Regions from separate parts of the Mus musculus genome. Here region 1 is linked to region 2. A link is a contact called in public Hi-C data. All regions are on one chromosome and are shown on one strand. The core of a region is the stretch at or near the end of the contact, and the rest is flanking DNA. Distances in the headings are between cores, read along the strand shown.

Region 1 (5,022 bases), core at 948-3,447, 170 kb before region 2:
AGGGTATCTATGTGTGAGATTCATGTGAAATGGATTGACAGAGAATGGGAATGATAACTACAAATGTCGTGGCAATGGGGGAGAAGAAAAAAGCAAAACAACCATGACTTCTGTTACTGACATCTACATTCTGCCCATCAGTAGACACCCTCTAGATTGGTTATGAACTCTGTCACATCCTCCAACAGAGTATCAGAGATTTCAGCCTAAAGAAAAAGCAAAGCATGGCTCAGAGACTCACTATCCAATGTCAAACTCTGTATTCCAAAATTTGTCCTATTTGTAGCGTCAATAACCAACTTTTCTATTGCAAAGGTAATTGCCTAAGTTCAAATGGCTAGTGTGAGAATGGAGGGATGATAAGATGGGTACTTAGGTTCTAGACTTTAGACTCCTAAACTAGTACACCCAAGTCAAAAAGCAAAACAAAATAAACAAAAACAAAGCCTAGACCCATCACCACCATGAATGAAAGAATATTGAGCATATGCTTGTATGTAAGGTGAAATGGCTTAGCCTAGGTCCTGAATATTTGGGACCTGATAATGACAGTGAAGGAAGGTTGTCATATGTATTATAGGTGATTTATCAATATTTCTGACTTGAACCCACTTGATGACAATAGAACCTTCTCCCAAAGTATGACAGCCAAATGGATGGCCAGAAATTGGCAGATGTCCTCTGGGAGATGAAAGGCAAGATCAGCTCTACTTGAGAACCACATTGTACATGCATGCACGTGCACCTGTGCATGTGCACACACACACACACACACACACACACATACACATACACATACACATACACATTATATATTATGATAGTTGTTTTTCTGTTAATGTATGGATACAACTAAATATCCGAGATAAACAATTTAAAAGGCATACATATATATGGTGTTACAAGTTTTAGTCCATGGTCACTTGGATCCCCTGTTTCTGGGCTTATTTTGAGGCACGTTGTGGTAGAACAAAACTGCATGGTTTATGATGGCAAGTAGGCAGACTGTCAGAGAGGAGGCCTTGCTTGGACTAGACTCAGTTTCTTCCCTCTAAGTACCATCCCCTCCAGTTTTCACCACCTCCAGACAATCCACTCCTTCATGCATTTTGTCAGTGGGTTAACCTATTGATAAAAGTCAGAGCCCCTGGAATCCCGTGGCGTCCCTAAAGCCTTACCTCAGCAATACAGATAAAGCCTTCTACACAGGAACCTATGAGGAATTTTGAGATGAAGTAGAATATGCATGTATTCATGTACTTATCTGATGAATAAATATTAATAACATGTCTACCTTCCAGACACTTGCCTACATTCTTCTGCTTTCATTTTTTGTTTTAAGCCCACTGGTCAAAACTCTTTATGAACAAGTTTACTATAGTTTCAATAATAAATTACAGTTTTTTTCATTCTGCCTCAAGTTAGTTTTCTCTGTCATGCAATTATAAAAACTGCCTTTGCAGATGACAGTAATCATTCAGAGACAGCTTTCTATGGACTAAATGAATTCAGGTCCCTTCTTCTCAGGTCTGTGGGAATCAGGCCTTGTGTTAAAGTACCAGGAAAGCAGTGTGCCTGGACTCAAGTGTCACAGTAACAAAATACTACCGAGACTGGCTACAAATGAAGTTCTTGGCAATAATGTTTCAGATTCTCAGTGTGTAAGGGATCAAACCTGCAAGCTTAATAACAGATCTGAGACATTCTTCCTAGATAGTTATTTTGAAATCAAGTTGTCTCAGCTTTTCTTCCAAACTTTTTAGTTGACCTTTCTATAAGCATTCTTCTTGGTTGATGTGAATCCATGAAAACTTTTGAGTTATGCCTGGCTTTCCTCCCCCAACCCCCAGTTAACCTTTTTAAAAAATATTTAGCCAGCATGTACATTGTCTTGTTTGTACATGTCTTTCAAAATGGGCAGGGATGCCAGCTATCCACTAAGAAGCTGTAGTTTCCACTCTGTGTTAATGCTAGCCGTGAGAATAATGTGCAGCCTGTGGCTTTGGCAGAACAGGTGGCTGGCAGACCCCCCACAGAAAGGCAGATCATGCAAACAGGGCCTTACCTTTGGGGATGGTGATCTGACAGCCCAGGTCACAGTCCTGCTGCAACTGATAAAAAGCCACTTCCTGCAGTCGTGCCCGCTCCAGCTCTGAGAGGCTCTGGATGGGGACTGACCTCAGGCGCACGCTACGACCAGACATGCTGTTCCAGGTGAAGTCACCCTGCCGGCCAAGGGAAAAACAAGAAGCGTTACACAGTTCACTCATTTGTCACAAACTTCCTTCTCTCTTAGGCAGAAACAGAGGCAAACAGATTTCACATTTGTGTTCCATAGTTGGCTCTCTAGTCCTCAAACCAAATCCTGTCTTAGTTTAGTATGCATTTTCTTAGTCCGTTGCAAAAAATCAAAACATAACCTGGCTTCTGGGTTAAAAGTTCTCATTTGATGGCGCATGCATAGGTTAAGGAAAACCATGTGCTTGTGAGGAACCTACTTCCTCTATATATGTATGTATATATATATATATATATATATATGGGAAATATATTTTTGTGTGTATTTTCATAACAGGAAAAACTGTGCTAGTACTTTCTATTATGTGCATTTCATAGAGGGAACAATTTTTTTTTTTTGCGAGAGTACGGTGTATCATTGTTTGTGCTGTATGCTTTTTTATTCGTCTAGCAACTCGTTGAGGTGATCAGCATTTTTTTACATTACCAATATCATAATTGTAGCATTGAATAAATTATATTGCAAAATTATACTATATAACAATATGATTTTATTTAGTATCCTAGGGGATCTATTTTAGGAGTCCCTGCAGATATTAAAATATATACGTGCTCAAGACTTTGTGATTTGCATTTTTCCCTGGATAAGAAACAATAAATATGTTTGTAACTTTAAATTTTGTTTAATTTTTGTTTATTTGGGGGTATGTGTGCAGGCACAGTTGTGTCACAGTACACTTATGGAGATCAGAGGACAACTTGACACAATACGTTTTTTTTTTTTCTTGTGTTCTGGAATTCCTGGAATTAAACTCATATCCCTGACACTAGTTTACTCAGTGATCCATCTTGCTAGCCCGTTTTCATCTTTAAGATATGAAATTTGAATATTTAAGGAAGCTCTTTTTTGTTATCTAAGTGTAAAAATAAAATTACATATCCCTTTGAAAAAGTATTTAAAAAGCTGTTCTATAGAGGATTCTACTACCTTTTAGCTGATATTGGCAGCCTCTGTTTTTACCAAGGGTCATAGAGTAATATTTCATTCCTTGTGGGCCCTCTTGATCCTGTTTCAATAACCTAACTGCCTCTGGGACATTCAAGTAGCCATAGATAATTTATAAAAGAATTATGTTGTGGCTTATTTGATAAAACAATTTACAAAACTATATAGCGGGCTACATTTGGCTAGTGGTCTACATACATTCTCCCAATCTCAAAACTATAATTTATGAATGAAATTAACTGATTCATAACATTCCTACCATGTTTTTATTATTCTATCCTCATGGCTAATTCAAACAATATTCAATAGTACGTACCTCATAGTAAGCACTGTAGTAGGCCTGAGATTATTCAGATAACAGTATAGCCTCTGTCCTTAAAGTGTTACCTTTCAGGTAGCAAGAACACAATCTAGAAACTAGACATATTATGATCTTAGAAACATGTGTCAAATGCAATGGCTGCCTAGAAGACAGAGCGTTACCATCTGTCTGTAGATCAATGAAGGCATTGTAGAGAAGGTAATGTTTTGATGGAGACTTGAAAATTGACTAAGAAAGATAAGGGTTTTCCCAGCACAAATGAGGAAACAGACTTATTCTATACATCTGGAAAGATAGAAATAGCAGCGAGCAAAACAAAGCACAAGTCTAGGCCAGACTCCTTAAAGTTTTCTGTGTAAGCAATGCAAAGTAGATTTTCGTTTTTTTTTCTCAATAAATACCAGTATATGAGGAACACTGACTAAAAGAGGAACACAATCAGATCTGAAAAGGAAAGAGGGGTGCTAAGAAATGTCTTAAAACACTCAGGGGGAGAACACATTGAAAATAAAGAGATAAGAAGTGCAGAAATATTGGGCAGCAGGGCATGATGGTGTATATATGTGAGCTCAGTACTGGGGACTCAGAGCCTAGAGGATCTTGGGTGTGAGGATACCCTGGGCTATGTAAACTCTATCTGAAAAAGCCCCCCCCCCACAGAGAGAGAGAGAGAGAGAGAGGGGGGGGGGATAGAGAGAGAGACACACAGAGACAGAGACAGAGAGACAAAGAGAGACAGAATGAATCATTCATAAATTATAGTTTTGAGATTGGGAGAATGTATGTAGACCACTAGCCAAATGTAGCCTGCTATATAGTTTTGTAAATTGTTTTATCAAATAAGCCAGAGACAGAAAGACAGAGACTAATCATTTTGACTCAAACTTGGAAAGATATTCCAATGAGAAATGAAGAGAGAGGAAGAGAAACAGAGGAAGGCAGAGACAGAGACAGAGACAGAAATCTGGAGAGAGGGGGCTGGACACAATGAACTGTCTTATAATGCATGAAGCATTTCTGCACTGTAAATGTCTATCTGATTCAAAATACTAATATTTCAGAGGATGAGGAACCCTGACAGGGTATATATTAGATCTGCTGTTAAGCTCGAATATGGAGAATCCCCTTAAAATAATGGTGCCAGGAAATCTTATCATTTATACATTTTGTTATCAGAGGCATGAACTATGTATTTTACGAATATCATTTAGGATTCTTTATGTTATGCACATAAGAAAAATCCTAAGAGCTATTTTTGAACCAGCTTCAAGAAACACAAATACCACAAAATAATACATAATAAACAAACAAAAACCTCAATAAAATAGAGTTTTGTTTAACTGGAGAGGACCTCACCAACAATGTCAACTAAAGAGATTTCTTTCCCATCAAAAGTCTATGTATCCACATTTAGTTAAAAGAATTAAAAGGCAAACCCAAAACTCAATGTCTATGT
Region 2 (4,865 bases), core at 1,883-4,382:
GTCATGTCAAAGAAAATGCATGTGTTCTCACTTGATAGGTATCAATACCACTGATCTAATCTAATCTAGATGACATTCAATGGACTGCTTAGATAATACATGTTTGAACACTTCAAGCAGTTATATTTAAAAAAACAAAATTTCAAACTTTATACAACATAAAATTTTCAAAATTTAATGATTAAAAGTCCATTATTATTATTGTATTACACAATATATCATTAATAATATTAAAAAAGAGCATTGGCTGGTCCTATATAGAGGAGCCCGGTTTAATTCTCGGCATTCACATAGCCTCTCACAACCATCTCTAACTCCAGTTCCAGGGAACCTGTCTTCCTCGAATACCAGGCACACACACATTACACAGACATACATGCAGTCAAAACACACATACATATGAAAGGGTAAATAAATAAAACTGTAAAACTTAGTTCACGAGACATATATGAAGGAGGCAGTGGTCTGGACCTGCCCAGAGCCATAGTTTGTTTGATTGAAAAACTAATACTGTAGTAACAAAGGCATGAGCTGGCAGCAGTGCAATTTAAGTTGATTTAATGAAGGAAGACAAGACAAATTTTCTTATACTTAGGAGACGAGATTTTTATGTGTCTGTTTTATTTTTAATTTACCTTATTCATTTTACATGTCAGGCTGGGTAGTAAATAGTCATTTTAAAATAATACCTTTTTCCAACTGTAAATCACCTCATTTGTAATTGCTTCTAGATTTTAAAACAGACATTAAGGTTATAAAAACTGCTACGTGACACTAATAAATAGAAGTAAATATAAAAATCTCCTGGGAGTTGTTGGTCAAAGGACACACATTTTCAGCTAAACAAGAGAAGCGTTTAAAATTTTTATTGTTAGTACTAAGTGAAGAAAAAACTATTTTGTATTTGGAAAGTGCTAACAGATAAGATGCAGTGTTCTTGCGACAAAACAAGTGTAGGTCATAGCTCTGATAGCTTTATGTATCCATTCTAGAATGCAGACATACTTAAAGTCATATTGTATATCATAAACATATTTTTTTGCCAATTAGAATAAATTTTGAGGGGGTGGAGAAGTGGCTCAGTGGTTAAGAACACTTCTGTAGGATCCAGGTTCAATTTACAGCACCCATATATTTTCACCTAACAGTTTCTAACTCCAGTTCCAAAGGATCTGACACCCTCTCCTGGCCTCCATGGGTATTACACACATGGTTCATAGACATGCATGCAAGCAAAACACCCATACAGATCAAATAAAAATAAGTCTATATATTAAAAGGAAGAAAACTTTAACCAGATGTGTTGGTACACATCTATAATTCTAGTACTCAAGGGGCAGAGGCAGAGGAATGCCATGAGTCTGAGAGAAGACTAAGCCAGATAGTGATTTCCAGAGCAGTGCAGGCTACAGAGTGAGTCTCCATCTCATTGCTCATAGTGAAATTATACATGGATGGATGAATAGATGATATAGATATGTATGTATAGATAAATGATGATTATGAAGATAGATAGATAAAAACAATAAAAAGAATTTGTTGACTCTCCAAGGAAGTAATTATAAATACCTCCATTTTGCTAGTCTGAGGAACCAGAGTTACTAAAAACAAAGAAACCAGGGAAAACTGTAGCAAATCTACTTAAACATGAACATGTTTTTATAATATTCTTTTAAAATGTATTCCTATACTATTGCTGTGGGCTTGGGGTAACTGTAAGGAAATGTAAGGAAGATGAAATTCTACCTCTCCTAAAAGAATTAACTGACAAAATTGAAAGAAAAATGGGATAGATGTATTTCTATCTTCTTAAAAATATTAGTGCTCTCAGATATTTGATTAAACATCTCTCTTTCTCTGTCTCTCCGTCTCTGTCTCTCCCTGTCTCTCTCTGTGTATGTGTGTGTGTGTGTGTGTGTGTGTGTGTGTGTGTGTGTGTGTGTGTGTGTGTAGTGAGTGCATTCCTACATTTCTTAACTTTCTTCCCTCACCTTTTTGGCAGCTCCATCTTGAAAGGAAAGCATTTTCCTTACCCAAGATAACAGTAGCTTTGTAAATGTGGTTTGCTCTGGCCAATGAATGGGAAGTAAGAGAAAACAGCAATGTGCTAACCTGCATATGCCTTGAGAGTATGAAGTTGGTTGTACTTGTCTTCTTGTGCTTCTACTTCTGTGGCTCTCCTAGGTAAACCTCATCTCACGATCCTGAACTCCAGAATAGATACACATGCAGCAAGAGCTCTCAACAGAGCAATGTTTGCTGGGACTGATTTACGGACCTCCAATTAAATAGCTGAGCTCTACCTATATAAGCCAGTCCAGGTGACCCACTGATCCATGAAGATTGATGGTGGTATTTGATACCACTGAATGTCAGAGTAGTCTGTCAAACAGCATTAGTATGACAATAGTTAACTGATACAAACACAATTCTACATTCATATAACACACTATAAAGTAAGTGTTATTACCACCAATCCTTTATATTGATACTGCATTTAATAAAAAAGTACAGAGAGTACAGCAGTTCTCAACCTGTGGGTTATGACCCCTTTGAGATTCCAATGATCTTTTCATAAGTGTCACCTAAGACCGTTAGAAAACACAGATATTTACATTATGAATTACAGCAGTAGAAAATTTAGAGTTATTAAGTAGCAATGAAAATAACTTTGAGGTCACCACAACATGAGGAACTGTATTAAAGCTTTAGGAAGGTTGAGAACCACTGTCCTAGAAGATCCCATAGTTCTTCAAATCGAAGATGTCCTTAGACTCTCAAGAAGAGCCTATTATTCTTTTACAAATATTTGCAATGCATGATGTTAAGGAGTTCTGGCAATGTAGTCTTAGTTGCCTACCTTACTGAAAGTAGAAGGCTAGTTCCCATATGTCTAGGTTGTAAAAATAATCTCCCTTTCCAATATGCATCAAAGCATAATCATATAGTGAAACATCCCTAACTGAAGTAAAAGTGTGCTATGTTTGCAGAATCAGATAGCATCAGCACTTGTGACACCTTTTTAAAAAAAATGGTGAGAACCAAATAAATGCAGGAAGTCTTTATGGCTGTGTCCTAATGATAAGGTTTCACTCTGCAGCCATCCTGAAAGAAAAAACAGCAATTACAGGGTTTTTAAGCCAGTTAATCTTGATAAGGGACAATCTTTTCCCCAGGAGAGGTCTGCGAACTGCCACTCCCTTTAAACCAAGTGAGTAAGAATGCATGTGTGCCATGAGTGCCAGTGTTTACATGACGACTGTGCTGCCCAGAGCCACTGCAAATACACGAGGAGCTTGAGTTTGTCCTTGTTCATAAATACTTTTGGAAAACTGATGAAGAACAGCTGCCAGTTCACATGCACCTTTTCTAGGTGGCAGGGAGTTCAACCATGCCCTGTGGTGTCTTTCCTGAAACGGATGTTCCATTAGAACACTCACGTAAAGAAAACAAGAGACACATTCAGGCAGGGTTGAATTTTGCCATGTTTCAATCAAAATTACTTTTCTGGTGAGAATTATAATATCACAACAGTTAGCCAAATATATCAAAAAGAATGTCATTCATTTCTGGTTGTGGTGGCGGTGGTAGTTGTGGTGGTTGTTAACCAGAATATCAAAATACTGCTTACCTCTTATCAATTTACTTTCTTTTCCCTGTTATTCCTGATCAATGAGCAATGGGATCAGGAATGTTGCCAATATGGGAAGGATAGAGAGAATAATTTAAGAGATGCCATTTTATAGGGAGTAGTTCAGTACATAGATTATAAAGGTGTCTTTTAAAGGATTAAGTGAAATGATATAGGTAGGCTATTAATTTTTAAAGGCAAGTATTCAACAAATATTGGCTATCATCATGACTACGGTCAAACTAAATATTTCTAAAAGATAAAAACATAAAACTATTGATTAATTTCTTTGACAGTAATGCATGTATCAAGCATACATCAGGCACATGCTTCAAGTGGCCAAGAAAGCAGAGTCAGGATATGGTCCATGGTTCTGGCCTCTGCATCTTTCTTCATATGTTCCAATGTTTTTTGTATGTTATATTCAAAGAAACAATTAAAAGCAAGAAAGATATCATAAATATATGTGTGTGTGTTTTAAGCTATTTGTTTTTCTAATTTGATCTGACACAAACTTATATAGCCATTTTCCTGCAGTTGTTATTATTGTGCCTTTTTGAAGCTGCATAAAATTCCATTGTATATGTGTACCTCATTTTTGGTATCCATTTCTGGCTATTGTGAATGATGCAACAAGAAGCATAGATATTCAAGTGTCTACTTGCTATGTCAACATCACATAGTAATTCTAGTTTTGACTTTTTTCTTTTTCCTTTTTTCAGAAGGCTCCATGCACATTCCCACAGTAGCTCTATCGGTTCATTTTCCCACTGTAAGTTCGTAACGGTTGTTCCTTCTCTACAGTCTCACGAACATTTGTTGGCCTTTGTCTTTTCTGTTGCTTGTTTTTGTTATGATAAGCTATTCTGAATACAGTAAAATGGAGTCTCAAAGCAATTTTAGTTTTTATTTCCATGATAGCTAAAGCTCTTGACCCTGTCTCTCCCTTTGAGCATTTATTGGCCATTTGTATTTTTTTCTTCTTAGAACTATTGAGTTCATTAGCCCATTTACTAACTGGATCATTTTGTGTTTAATTTTACAGTCTTCATATACACTAAGTGTCAACTCTCTGTCTGATATATAATTGGCATATATATATCTTGCATTGTAAAGAAAATCATTACAAAATGAAAAGGCCAGCTCACAGAATGAGGTAAAAGATCTCAGAAATTGTAATTTTCCCTTTGCCAAATTAACTAGGTTACAAGGGGGGGCCAACTGCAGTCTTTGG

The links. A called contact is a pair of places that touch in the nucleus more often than the background predicts.
Region 1: a contact with region 2 is called in a Hi-C map of the G1E-ER4 cell line, with 2.8 times the contacts expected there. The contact joins two enhancer-like sites. A contact is called at or near these places in 1 of 39 promoter capture datasets (the SN4741 cell line), 6 of 484 Hi-C or Micro-C datasets (the G1E-ER4 cell line, LSK cells, bone marrow-derived macrophages and 2 more), 1 of 115 datasets of contacts at active chromatin or transcription factors (bone marrow-derived macrophages) and 1 of 9 other capture datasets (liver).

Annotation. Positions count from the first base shown.
Region 1 is chrX:169,217,401-169,222,422 of GRCm38.p6, reverse strand. It overlaps Arhgap6 (Rho GTPase activating protein 6), which reads right to left. Exons shown (of 13, transcript NM_009707.4): 2 at 2,066-2,225. Among named protein-coding and RNA genes, the nearest start is that of Amelx, 33 kb to the right of the region's middle. Within about 2 kb of position 2,197, at least 8 of the 459 cell types and tissues checked have an H3K27ac peak or open chromatin away from gene starts, as enhancers often do. A contact at or near this core is called in the G1E-ER4 cell line, where this site is marked.
Region 2 is chrX:169,046,073-169,050,937 of GRCm38.p6, reverse strand. All of the region lies in intron 1 of Arhgap6 (Rho GTPase activating protein 6), which reads right to left. Among named protein-coding and RNA genes, the nearest start is that of Amelx, 140 kb to the left of the region's middle. Within about 2 kb of position 3,132, at least 5 of the 459 cell types and tissues checked have an H3K27ac peak or open chromatin away from gene starts, as enhancers often do. A contact at or near this core is called in the G1E-ER4 cell line, where this site is marked.